Linked DNA regions of Mus musculus: regions 2, 3 and 4 are each linked to region 1. The links are chromatin contacts, called in public HiChIP or PLAC-seq and promoter capture Hi-C maps. All regions are on one chromosome and are shown on one strand. Each heading gives the region's core, a stretch centred on a gene start, on an enhancer-like site or on the middle of the called end of the contact. The rest is flanking DNA. Distances are from core to core; before and after follow the strand shown.

Region 1 (3,034 bases), core at 242-2,741:
GTTTTAGATTTCAGCACTTTGGTTGGTTAAATTTAATATTTCATGTGGATATATTTGTAAAAGTTAAAGATTATAAATTTAAGGCATAAAAGTTTAGAAAGCCATATTCTTGGGAACTTTTGAATTATGTTCATGTTAATCTCACAGGTGAAAGTGCATGGAAATTTTCTAATTATACTCTTATTTTTGTACTCTTTAACAAGCTGGGAATGGACATTTATATTTACCTGTGGGGGGAAAAACTCTTAAAACTTAAATGTTTTTTTTTTTCTTGAATTGGTAGTAAGGCTGAAAGCCACTCTGTGTCATTATCAAGGACAACAGGGGAGGCGCAGAGAGATTTGAAGCAGAAGGCAGAGTGTCCAGAGTTTTGTGTATTTACAGATTTGAACACTATGCTAGCAACAAAAGCAGTCAAATGTACTTGAAAGGTATTAATTTTGAAAAGGGAAAAATGGTTACTGTATTAGAGTGGTGAAATGGGTTGGCTTTTTCTTGTTTTACATTTTCTTAAGTGTTGTTACCGACGTTTTCAAGAGGTGAGGGCAATGCTCTGCTGAGGGAAGCATTGGGATGCAGCTGCACAAACCCTAAATTCAAGGATGTACCTCACTTACGTCCCTCAGGGGAACTGTTTCTTTCCCTTGCCATTTGGATGCGATGAAGAGAAAAAAAAATCTTTTACTGGAAAGATGCGGGGTGAGAGCGATAATGCAAGCAAAGAAGCGTCTGCAGTTGCTTAGTGAGTGCTTGCATTTGAAAGTGGGTACATGGCTATGCACATAAATACATACATGATATCAGGGCTATCATAAACACTTGGGGTGGGGTGGGAGGAAACCCTGGAGAGACACGACTGATGGGAAAAGCAAGAGGCTCACTAGACGAAGCGAGCAGAACTTGCCAGTGGTTTATACTTCTTCGGTTTTGTTTAACGGTAGATAGAGGTGGCCAAGTGAGAAGAAAACGTGGGTCGACCGCGACCCGCAAAGAGTGAACAGCAACCAGAGAACGAAAGATGAGGTGTCACTGCACAAAGGAAAGCTCAGACTTGGACCTCGCGGAGGCAAACGTGTCAGCACCCGGATCCTGCAAAGCCCATACCCGTCCCGGTCCTCAGCCCTGGTAGGCACGCTGCCGTGGGCCTCCCGCCGGGAGCCAAGCTTCTCCAGGCTCCGTGGTCCGCGGAGCTGCCCGGAAGCCTCGGGGCGCCGTGGGTACTGACCCCCGCATGGCACCGGCTCAGCGCTGGGGCCAGCCAGGCCCTCCCCAGAGTCTGGGGACGCACGCTAGGTGAGTGACAGCACCACACGTCAGCCTTCGCCACCCGGGCAAGGGAGCGGGCTGAGCAAATCCAGGTTCTCCCAAGGCTCACCTGGGAGGTGATCATGATGCTGGAGTCGATCAGGAAGCTCATGGCGAAGCCTCGGGAGGCCCATGCCCAGCTGTCTACCCCTCAGAGAAGCCGCGGCTTAAGACCTGTCCACCTGCTGTGGTAGGCGGCCTGGCCTGGCGCGTGCTTACGTCATCAAGATGCGCCCTAGCCAGCCAATCAGCGGCCGCATTCTCCGTTTGCCTGGAAGGTGAGGGTGGGCAGGGCTGGAAGCCGCTGGGTAGACTCAAAGCAGATGTGTTTCTTCTTAGTAGGCACAAGGAGGTGAGGAGAGGTAACATTTGCTTTAAGTGGCACTGCCATTAAATATAATGAAATTATTTTTATATTTTTCATAGCTAGAAACACTGGGGTGAGAGTTGTGCGAGGTCCTCAGTGACATTCCCAACACGGCAGAAAGTAAAAATAAGTTAACATAGCGAGTGAGGCTTTAAGTCAAGTAGTGTGTTGCAGATGTTACAGATTTTACTTGGTTTAAAAAGCAGTGTGACATCTATAAGCGAAAGGATGGTGGACAGGAACGTAAGAGTCTTCTCAAACATAGCTAAGTAAATTTCTGATATGATAACGTCAAAAGCACACGGCTTATAAGAGTGTGCACTCATTGGACTCTAATGAGACCGCCATTATAGTTGGCGCTTTAGGGTGTGGAGTATTAGGCCAAAGGACGAGAAATTACATGAAGACAGATTTTAATTCAAAATAATAATTACGTAGGAGTCTTAAAGGTGGGCTATGTTAGAAAGTAGTTTCCCCCTTCCCAACACAGTCTGAGTGGCTGTGGCTCAACTACAAAGTGAATTATAATTCCTTCCATTAGATACTCCATTTATGAAGGCTTAATATACTACAATGGGACTTAGACTTTTCCCACTAGAACCCTAGCTAGTCTTATTGTAAAGACTAGTTACAGTCAAGGCTTGTAAGGGTGCAAGTGTATGTTGCAGGGGATGCTGGTATCTAGAAAGTGAGTGCTCAGATTATAATATAAATAAACAAGAACATTCCCCCAGGTTGCCACACATAAAGAAAGACCCCTGTTCCTTTGATCTGAAGCCTGTCTTACCAAGCAGCCTGTCCTAGTTAGGGCTACTATTGCTGTGTTGAAACACCATGACCGAAAACAAGTTGGGGAGAAAAGGGTTTATTTCAGCCTACACTTTCACACTGTAGTTCCCTTTTGAGGGAAGTCATGACAGGAACTCAAACAGGGCAGGGATCCTGAGGCAGGAGCTGATGCAGAGGCAATGGGTGTGTGTGTGTGTGTGTGTGTGTGTGTGTGTGTGTGTGTGTTGCTTACTGGCTTACTTGTGGCTTGCTCAGCCTGCTTCATATGTGTATAACTCAGACATGGCAACACCCACAATAGACTGGGCCTTCTATCACCAATCACTAATTAAGAAAATGCTCTACAATTTTGCTTCCAGTCCAATCTTATGGAGGCATTTTTCTCAATTGAGTTTCCTTCTTCTTAGATAACTTTAGGTTGTGTCAAATTGACATAAAACCAGATAGCACACAGCACAAACTACATATCAAATACCAAATACCTGTACCAGAGTGCCAGGGAGCTGTGGAGGCTGCCTTACCATGAGAGTCTCTTAAATCACAGAACTCTGTGTTCCTGGTCCCATCTCTCAG
Region 2 (3,034 bases), core at 365-2,864, 750 kb after region 1:
AGGTTCAGCTATATTTAATAGAAAAGTGATAGTCAACAGTGGTCTAACAAGACTGATATTTCTTTCCCCTTCATATAAAAAGTCTAAAATATATCATTTATGAGATGATTCCATAGCTGCATGGTTCCTTTTCCATTCTTTTCTTTTTGTGGGGGAGATGGGTGAGACAGGGTCTCACTATGTAGTTCTGGCTGTCCTGAAACTGGTTCTGTAGAGCAGGCTGACCTTGAACTCACAGAGATCTGCCTGCCTCTGCCTCTCAAGTCCTGGGATTAAAGATGTGCCACCATGCCCGGCTCAGTTCCCTTTTTTTATTCCACTGCTTTTAACTACCTCGTGATCTGAAGTGGCTGCTGGAGCTCTGGCCATTCTATGGACACCCTATACACAAAGAAAGAGAAACGGAGAAATTCTACTTACCATTTCCCCCTATCTATCTATTAGGGAGGCTAAGAAATGCATCTCTGTGGAGACAGACAACATCCTAAGGTTAGAGTCAGTGCTTCAGTAAAGAGGAAGGAAATCAATGTTAAGGTAGACCTCCAACTCTCTTTGCTACCTCACTGTTCCTTTTGAGTAATTACTTTCATTGTTTAAAATGTTAATCTATGTTTGAGTGTTTTGCCTACATGTTTGTATGTGCACCTGAAGGTGTTGTAGCGCCTGGAACAGATGATTATGAGCCACCTTGTAGGTGCTGGGACCAAACCCGGGTCCTCTAAAAGAACAGTAAGGGCTCTTAACCACTGAACCATCTCATCAGGGTTTATGACTTCTAATGGCTTTATGGTCGGCCTCATCTCACCGATCTACACACTTGTCTAAGATTCTGCCAGTGCTAATGACTGCAAGACCACTGAAACCTCAGTGGCAGACACGCTACTCTCACAGGACACCTCTCACTGTCTCAGCTCACTCAGTCTCTCCTGTGTCCAGAGTTCTTTGACCCCACTGGGCCCTCCATCAGCCTATTTTATCTTCACTTCCAGCCGACTGGTTTCAAAACGCTAGTCCAATAGTATATTCCCAGCCTACCTGTGCTCTCACTCATTAGCTGTTTGCATTAATCCACACAGCTAATCACAGTAACAGAAAACACCGCTTTGATGAGTTTGGGCATCACATAGAAGTAAGTCTTCTGCAGTAACTGCCATCACGTGTCTAGTCAATTCTCTGTCCTACTTTTTATTTCATGCCTCCTGGGACAACTAAAAAGGTTGCTTGGTAGAGGCGTACGCGGAATATGAAAATGTGGATCCACTATGCACCGCTGTCCAGTCGTTTGAGGTGATCCTGTTAAAAGTGCAGATTCTAATTCTGTACCTAGGGCACGGGGAGGCCTCGGATTCGGCTTTTCTAATAACCGCGTGCCCCATGGATAGACAAACTGCTTAGGAAGACAAGACGCCCCACTATCAAGCCCTGGGCGGACAGTTCACAGCCCTAATCCCGACCCGGACCCCACCCTCGGCCCCGCCCCAAGCCGGAGCTGCGCACGCACCCACCACAGAGGCGGTGCTGGTGGCTAGAGAGGCAGGCGACCCAGGCTGAGGAGGGGGCGGGGCTGGAGCGCAGGGGGCGGAACAAGAGGCTCGGTGGGCGGGGCCAGAGGCAGAGGCGGTACCTCGTCGCGGGCCTTGTAGCCATTTTAGGAGGAAACCCGGTTCGCTGGTTTGGGGCGCGGCTTCAATTTCAATAACTTTATTGGTCTCCTTGTACGCCGAACAGCCGGCGTGCGTGTAGCCACGCGAGCCCGGAGCGCATCGCCCGAGGTGAGCGGCGTGGGGGGTGTGCGGGACCGGGGCTGTGGGGCAGCGAGGGCTCCCGGAGCCGGTTCTCCGAGCCGAGGCGTCCGTGAAGCGGGTAAGGGAGGGGACCCCGGGCGCGGTCCCCTGCGGCGGGGATTCCCTTCCCGGGCGCAGGGGCGGGGCCGGGGCGCCCCTGACGCAGCCGCGGGGGTGTTCCCCGCCTGGTGTCATTCCCCGCGGCAGGTTGCCCCCGACTCGAGCTGCAGCCATGGGAAACACTACCAGCGAGCGGGTGTCCGGGGAGCGCCACGGAGCCAAAGCTGCTCGAGCTGAGGGCGGCGGCCATGGCCCGGGAAAGGAGCACAAGATCATGGTGGGGAGCACGGACGACCCCAGCGTCTTCAGCCTGCCCGACTCCAAGGTGAGGTAGCGGGGCTGCCGGCAGCTCCGCCCTTCTTGGTTCTTCCTCCTCATTCTCAAGGGTTATGGGCTTTTTAACTAGAAGGCTATTCCGCGGATAGAGATGCTGGGTGCTAATTCCTCCTAGATACTACCTCAAATTAGGATAGGGGCGCGGAGTTGTTTTCCTGCTGCTCAGAGTAATCTGTGGGCCAACCTTTTAGGACGAGTACCAAAAACCCATCCCCTGCCAGCCCCATCCTTGGATCTACGTGCAGGTTGCCCTCTTCCAGAGCTTGCAGGATGTATAGGTTGTGAGCGCGGGTGGAAACTTCGGAGGGTGCGTTGTCTGAGCTATTGAAAAGGGCTCAGTTTCTCACATTGGCCTCAAGATAGCTAGATGACTTCTCCCTGAAAATGTCTCTGTGTAGGTCTCCTTCTTGCTCTCTCTTACGTGTTCTGCATCACCTCTTCGATCCTCGTCCACCTTTGTATGGCTCTGAGCTGCCATCAGTTGATTACTTGAATACTTTCCCCTAGTCTTGGGGATCCATATAGGACATCATTTGGTTAATGGCTCAGATCTTTTTTTGAAACGTGCCGTTTTAAAATGTAGCTGTGAGCTTTGCACAGGAGAGCAAGTCACTTTACTTCACTCCTCAGAAGTACTTCAAAACGTTGCCCGGGGCTCAAAACCACCCTCTACTGACCTGAAGCCTTAGCTCTCAATTCCATAGACTTGGAGCCAGAGGCCACTTTTGGTCACTCAAAAGAAGAGCCAGATGGAGCTGACAGCAGTGTGATTGCTACCCTAATGTTCCTAATCACTTAGAAATGTCAGCATTAAATACATGTAATTTCTCCCGGTAGACTTTCTGGAGTGAAAA
Region 3 (3,034 bases), core at 141-2,640, 730 kb after region 1:
CCCTCCCAGATGCCACTGCTCGGATTCTCCTACTGCTGCTCTTCTGTCTTGCCTTCGCTAGTATTGCCTCCTTCATGTTATAATTAACACTTTTTTATACTAATTTTTATGTTTTCTTCAGGCATGTTGGCTCACCTCTGCAACCCCAGCTCTTGGGACCTTGCCTCATTCCCCGATTGTTAGCATCTTACACTAGTGTGACACACTTATAACGGTCAGTGAGACAGTACCCATAAACCCATGCTTTGTTTAGATTTACTTACTTCTTCTGATGCCTTGGTTTTTTGTTTTTGTTTTTTTTAATATCCCAGTATCCCCCTAAGACTTGGTAGTTGTATCTCTCTAGGCTCCTCTTGGCTTGGATGATTTCGTAGATTTTCTTGCTTTGTTCCTTTTATTCCCTGGGTTTTGTTATCCTTGGTAGGTTAGAGGAAGACTGGTTGAGTATTTTGTAGAGTAGCCTCCTTTGAATTTGTCTGGTGTTTTTCTCATGGCTCACCTGATGAAGTTCCTGGGGGTGAAGTCATGCTTTCGCTGTATCGTGTCAAGGGTGACCCTTGTTATGATTAGTCCTGTTTGTATTACAGCTTTCAGTGGAGTTGGTCAGGCTTGGCTGGTGTAAAGTTCATCTTCGTTTCTGCCTTTGGAAGAAAGTTACTATGACCAGCCACACCTAAGGACTGTTGGCTCTTTCTAGAAGTCTCTAGAACCCCATTGCTGGGGTGCTGCCAGGGCAGGTCAGGAGGAGCAGGATCTTCACACAGTATCTACTCTTCCAATCCACGAGGACAACAGCTTTCATTTATGTCTACCTTTGATTTCTTTATCTGTGTTTTATAGTTTAGTCATGTTCTAGACATCTTTTTTAAAAAAAGATTTATTTATGTATGTGTGTGAGCACACTGTTACAGTCTTCAGACACACCGGAAGAGGGCATCAGATCCCATTACAGGTAGTTGTGAGCCACCATGTGGTTGCTGAGAATGGAACTCAGGACCTTTGGACGGGCACTCAGTGCTCTTAACCGCTGAGCCATCTCTCCAGCCCCTAGACAACTTTTAATACCTAAGCATTTAAGACCAAGATGGACTTGGACATGGTGTATTTTTAAAATCAAAATTTTCAATGGTTCATTTCTGACATACAGGTAGGTTACTGACTTGTTTTTTGAGGGTCTTGCTCTGTAGTTCAGGATGGCCTTGAATTTACTATGTAGTTCATGCTGACGTTGAACATCAGCAGTCTTCAGGTCAGCTTCTAAGCACTGAGCTTATAAACATCAAGCCTGGCTCTCTCTCTCTCTCTCTGTGTGTGTGTGTACAAGTGTACACATGTACAGCTTGAATGTATGCAATCGTAAGTGTTGCTCCTCAGGCGTGGTTCATTTTTTATGAGCTTCTACTTGCTAAGAATGAGACTGCTTGGCAGTGAGCCCTGGGGCTCAGCTGTCTGCACCTCTGTGGTGTTGCAATTGCAAGCACATGGCGCCACACCAGGCTTTTGGTTTTTTTTTTGGTTTTTGTTTTTTTAAGATTTATTTATTATGTATACAGTATTGTGTATACATATGCCAGAAGAGGGCACCAGATATCTTTATAGATGGTTATGAGCCACCATGTGCATGCTGGGTATTGGACTCAGGACTTCTGGAAGAGCAGCCAGTGCTCTCAACCTCTGAGTCATCTCTCCAGCCTGTCCCATCAGGCATTTCTTAATGTAGGTTCTAAGGATTAAACTTAAGTCCTCATGCTGAGCACCTCTCAGCCCTGGTGACTTGGGTTTGCCAGCTTTTCTGTGGCCTGGCTGTATCCTGTAGCTTCAGGGTTAGTGTTTTATTCCTTGGGACATGTTTTACATAGACATTCATGTAATGGGCCACAAAATTGGTTTTTATTTCCTTTCATGACTTGTAGGGCACACAGCTAGGGCTTCTTAGTACAGTGCTCTCTGAAAGTGGCCCCAAAGGACATCCTTGTGTTCCTCATCCAATCAAAGCACTCAGTCTCTTGCCGTTAAGCGTGCTGTTATCTACTTGCCTGTTTTAAATTGTTTTTATTGACTTGAGGAAGTGTCTCTCTGTACTAGTCTGCTGAGAGTTTTCCTTTCTTGTGTTTTATAAATATTTTAATAAAAATGAAAGAAAAAAATTCTACCTTTATAAATTATTTTCCTATTCAAATTATATGCACAAATTATATATAATTAATACAGTGTACTCTAAAGAGATATATTAAACAAGGGAGAGGTTGTACAGTATGTAATTATATAAACATAGGTGTATATAATGTATACTAGATGACTAGGATGTACATTTAATTTCATGGTATGTATATTACTTTTTCGTTTAAAGTTATAATAGGCCTGATACTTTTAATGTTCTTACATAGATGCAACATTGTAGGTGTGTGTGTGTTTCACTTAGATACGCTTTTAAATGCTCATTGGCTACTTATGTTTCATGAAGTTGATTCTCACATTGCCATAAGTACTTCTTATTTGTCACAGGAAGCCCCTGAGGAAGGCAGGGCCAGTATTTACCAGTCCGTGGTCATCAACACCTCCAAGGAAATGATGTGTTTCAGTGACTACCCCATCCCAGATCATTACCCTAACTACATGCACAACTCCCAGGTCCTAGAGTATTTCAGGATGTATGCCAAAGAATTTGACCTTCTCAAATATATCCAATTCAAGGTAAGAGATTTTGTTTTCTTCCTGTTTGAAATTGTTCATCGGGTCAATGAATTACGAAGCTTCATTTACCTGTGTCACCTGTCAGGACTAGCTTGAAATAGATGTAGATTTATATGACACAAAGACTCTTGCCCTCTTGGTACTTGGGAAATGTTCAAGGAACGCTCTCTATCAGATACATCCTGCTGAAGAAGCAGGAAGCCATCTGCTAGGGCGTTTACCATGCCTTCCTATCATGCTGGCTTTAATAAAAACTGATGAGGGAGGCTGGTGGGAGTCAGACCTTTCAAATCTCCTTGTCCACTGTCGCTCAGCTCCTGGATGCTTTACCATGCGCTAT
Region 4 (3,034 bases), core at 272-2,771, 700 kb after region 1:
AGGGGACAGAAAGCAAGGTCAAAAACTTTGTTGTCAAATTGTGTCTCCAAGTAACACCAGACGCTTTGTTTACACTGTCACCAACATGACTGCCCACACATGCAGATAGTACCAGTGAGCATGCCAAAATGAACAGAGAGGAGCCATTGAGGCCTCAATCCTACACAAAGAACTACAGGCAACTAAGAAAAGCTAAGAGCAATAAAAGGGGTCTTCTCTAGGGAGGAGCACACCAACTGGCTGTCCAGTGCCAACCAGTCAGCCCTGAAACGTACATACAAGTGACACTAAACACACTGAACTAGTATATCTAGGAGTATTTATGTACATAGGTATAAGCATAGGATAACGATTAAGTGGGGGGAGGGAACATGGATTTGAAGGAGAGAATGGGAGGGTTTATGAGAGTGTAAAGAAGTAAAGAGGAGGTGTAACTATAATCTCAAAAATAAAAATTTTAAAGTTGAATATAAATGGAAAATATTAATATGAACTGCTTGTCTTTCACTTCGCCCTCATCGTCATCTGCCCCTCCTCTAAGCTAACGGAACTTTTTTTTTTTTTTTAAAGAACGAGTCTCTCTATTACATAGCCCTGGCTATCATGGAACTAGCTGTGTAGAGCAGGCTGACCTTGAACTCAGAGATCCACCTGCCACTGCCTTCCAAGCGCTGGGTTAAAGGGTGCGCCACCGCCTGGCAGAAAGGCACATTTTGTTGCCTTTCCAAACCCTCACCTTTTGGTGGTACTTGGCACGTGTAAGTCAAGCGCTTCCTTATGCTTTCAAAAGCACGTATCCGCTAGTAAAGAAACTGGGTCCTAGGGCCGCTATTTATTTTGTTTATCTGCTCCCCATACCCCACAGTACTCTCTCGACAGCAACAAATAACGACCACGAGGTGACAACTGGTGAGTCATTATGACTTTCCGTTACACCAGCACTACATTCCCAGCAGACACATAAGGAAAGGAGTCTTGGGATGTGGAATAGAGAGAACGCCGCAGGATGAGGATGCTCCAGGTCCACTGGGGTCTGCAGGCCGGCGGTCTCTAAATCTGGAACCTACAAACTGAGGTCTACACATCTGGAGCCTACACACCTGGGGTCCACACATGTGGGATCCCCTCACTTGGGACTCGTAATGGCAAGTGGGCTTAATACGAAAGCACAAGAGGCACAGGACAGGACAAACTTTGCTGGGCAGCGCAACTTTGAGAGTTCATTAGGGAGCCGCAACAAGTGAGTGCGCATGCCCAGTCGGCAGGGAAACGCAGACTGGGAGGAGCGAGAGCGGCCGGGAAGCTGCTGGCTCCCCCGCTGTCCCCGCGTAGGCCAGCGCTGCCGCGCGCCTTCCCGGCTCCCGCCCGCCCCCGGGCGTCCCCGGCCCGCTCACCAGTCAAGCCCCACTGCTGTAAGTCCGGTTCCTGCACCCGCGTCCGAAGCGGCTCCGGCCCGTGTTCGGCCGGCAGCGCCTGCAGGAAGCGCGGCAAGCCGCTCGCCATCCCGAGAGGCCCCGCGCCTTCGCTCCCGCGCGTGCGGAGTACAACGCACCGCCGCCAGAGGGCGCAGCTCGCGCGCCTTCCCACGCTTCCTTAGCACGCAGGTGCGGAAGACTCTGGTCTAAGTGTGCGTCTGCGACTAGGACCTAGAGGCTGCCTTTGCTAAAAGCTCTGACTCCTAACTTGGGTTGCTTGGGTAGCTAACAGCAAGCTCAAAACTTGGCAAGCTCCCCACCCCCCCTTAATTTCTTATCTGTCTTCTTTAAACTTTGGGTCCGATTCCTGAGCAGCTTTCCATGTTTTCAGTTACGATGCACATGCCTAAAAACTAGTACTACAAGGTAGATACGTCTTATATTATCTAACCTTTTTCTTCATGTATGACTAAAAACACCAAAATAAGATTAACTTTATCTCTTAAAATGTGTAGTGACAAGATACATTCAAAGAAAAGACCCTGGTGGTACATTCCTGTAATCTCAGCATTGGGGAGGCTGAGGCAGGAGAATTTGTGAGTTCAGTCTAGCCTGGGCTGCAAAGCAGGAAGGTGTCAATAAATAATAAAGATCAAAGCTCAGTTAGCAGAATGCTTGCCTCGAATGTACCAAGCCCTCGGGTGGGGCATGAGGGTGAGCACCTGTAATCCTAGCCCTAGGGAGCTGTCGGCAGGAGGACCGGAGCTCACGGTCAGCCTCAGCTACACAAGTTTGAAACCAGCCTAAGGTGCAGTAAACCTTTTCTTAAAAATAAAGTGCGAGAGAACTTCCCCCCCCCCCATCCCCTCAAGATTCCAAGAGTAGCCATTCAAACAGAACATCTATGTGTGATAAAAACAAAAACAAATAACAAATAACTAATGGCCACGTTGTCCTAAGAAGGACCAAGGCTGGCCCCACTATGCAGAAGTAGTCCTCTAATGACTAAGGGACTTTACCCATCCCGTTATACAGACTTCTCCAGGAACACACAGAACCAGAACTGAGGTACAACCAGATCAAGAGGGGAGATGTCAGATACACCAAGGTCATCGCACCCCTCTGTGATCAATTATCCCGTTATACAGACTTCTCCAGGAACACACAGAACCAGACCTGAGGTACAACCAGATCAAGAGTGGAGGTGTCAGATACACCAAGGTCATCGCACCCCTCTGTGATCAATTACGTTGAGGTTAAAGATTAACTCAAAAAAAAAAAAAAAAAAACAGTTCTCAGTGGGTACTTGAAGTTTCTTGTTTATAATATGAACTACTAGTGGGCTCTTACAAGAACATAGTGTGTTATCTGTCCCTTACCAGTGGAACTGAACAAACTTGCCCCCGTTTTCCAATAGAGCTGTATTGAATACAGTCCTTTTTTCACTAGTCGTTTTTCCATTTGATTGGGGGGGGAGGGGCAAATGGCTGGACCTGGTTTGTTGAGAGTCCCCCCAAATCAAAACTCTGGCAGCACTTCTGACCGTACTCTTGAGTCCCCAAGTCACTAGAAATGCTTACCAAGGGTTGGTTTTGAGTATCAGCTGTTATTTAACCAAC

Evidence for each region. Promoter capture Hi-C pulls out the DNA fragments that hold promoters and counts their contacts. HiChIP or PLAC-seq counts read pairs in DNA pulled down with a chosen protein or histone mark.
Region 2: a contact with region 1 is called in a promoter capture Hi-C map of liver, with 4 times the contacts expected there. The contact joins the promoter of Prkab2 here to the promoter of Gpr89 in region 1. A contact is called at or near these places in 7 of 39 promoter capture datasets (the C10 cell line, cranial neural crest, hippocampal neurons and 3 more), 5 of 115 datasets of contacts at active chromatin or transcription factors (astrocytes, bone marrow-derived macrophages, cardiomyocytes and 2 more) and 1 of 9 other capture datasets (liver).
Region 3: a promoter capture Hi-C map of liver shows a contact between it and region 1, with 2.4 times the contacts expected there. The contact joins the enhancer-like site here to the promoter of Gpr89 in region 1. A contact is called at or near these places in 12 of 39 promoter capture datasets (the 3T3-L1 cell line, cranial neural crest, embryonic stem cells and 5 more) and 2 of 115 datasets of contacts at active chromatin or transcription factors (embryonic hindbrain and pro-B cells).
Region 4: an H3K4me3 HiChIP or PLAC-seq map of stem cell-derived neural progenitor cells shows a contact between it and region 1, with 3 times the contacts expected there. The contact joins the promoter of Chd1l here to the promoter of Gpr89 in region 1. A contact is called at or near these places in 11 of 39 promoter capture datasets (the C10 cell line, the HPC-7 cell line, cranial neural crest and 8 more) and 8 of 115 datasets of contacts at active chromatin or transcription factors (bone marrow-derived macrophages, embryonic basal ganglia, embryonic limb bud and 5 more).

What each region holds. Positions count from the first base shown.
Region 1 is chr3:96,903,807-96,906,840 of GRCm38.p6, forward strand. It overlaps Gpr89 (G protein-coupled receptor 89), which reads right to left and starts at 1,492. Exons shown (of 14, transcript NM_026229.4): 1 at 1,376-1,492. The coding sequence starts at 1,417.
Region 2 is chr3:97,656,598-97,659,631 of GRCm38.p6, forward strand. It overlaps Prkab2 (protein kinase, AMP-activated, beta 2 non-catalytic subunit), which reads left to right and starts at 1,615. Exons shown (of 8, transcript NM_182997.2): 1 at 1,615-1,772; 2 at 1,992-2,169. The coding sequence starts at 2,017.
Region 3 is chr3:97,633,006-97,636,039 of GRCm38.p6, forward strand. Fmo5 (flavin containing monooxygenase 5) reads left to right here. Exons shown (of 9, transcript NM_001161763.1): 3 at 2,506-2,694. Among named protein-coding and RNA genes, the nearest start is that of Fmo5, 5.7 kb to the left of the region's middle. Within about 2 kb of position 1,391, at least 27 of the 459 cell types and tissues checked have an H3K27ac peak or open chromatin away from gene starts, as enhancers often do. A contact at or near this core is called in liver, where this site is marked.
Region 4 is chr3:97,608,669-97,611,702 of GRCm38.p6, forward strand. Chd1l (chromodomain helicase DNA binding protein 1-like) reads right to left here and starts at 1,522. Exons shown (of 23, transcript NM_026539.2): 1 at 1,395-1,522. The coding sequence starts at 1,503. It also overlaps a transcript of Fmo5 not described here.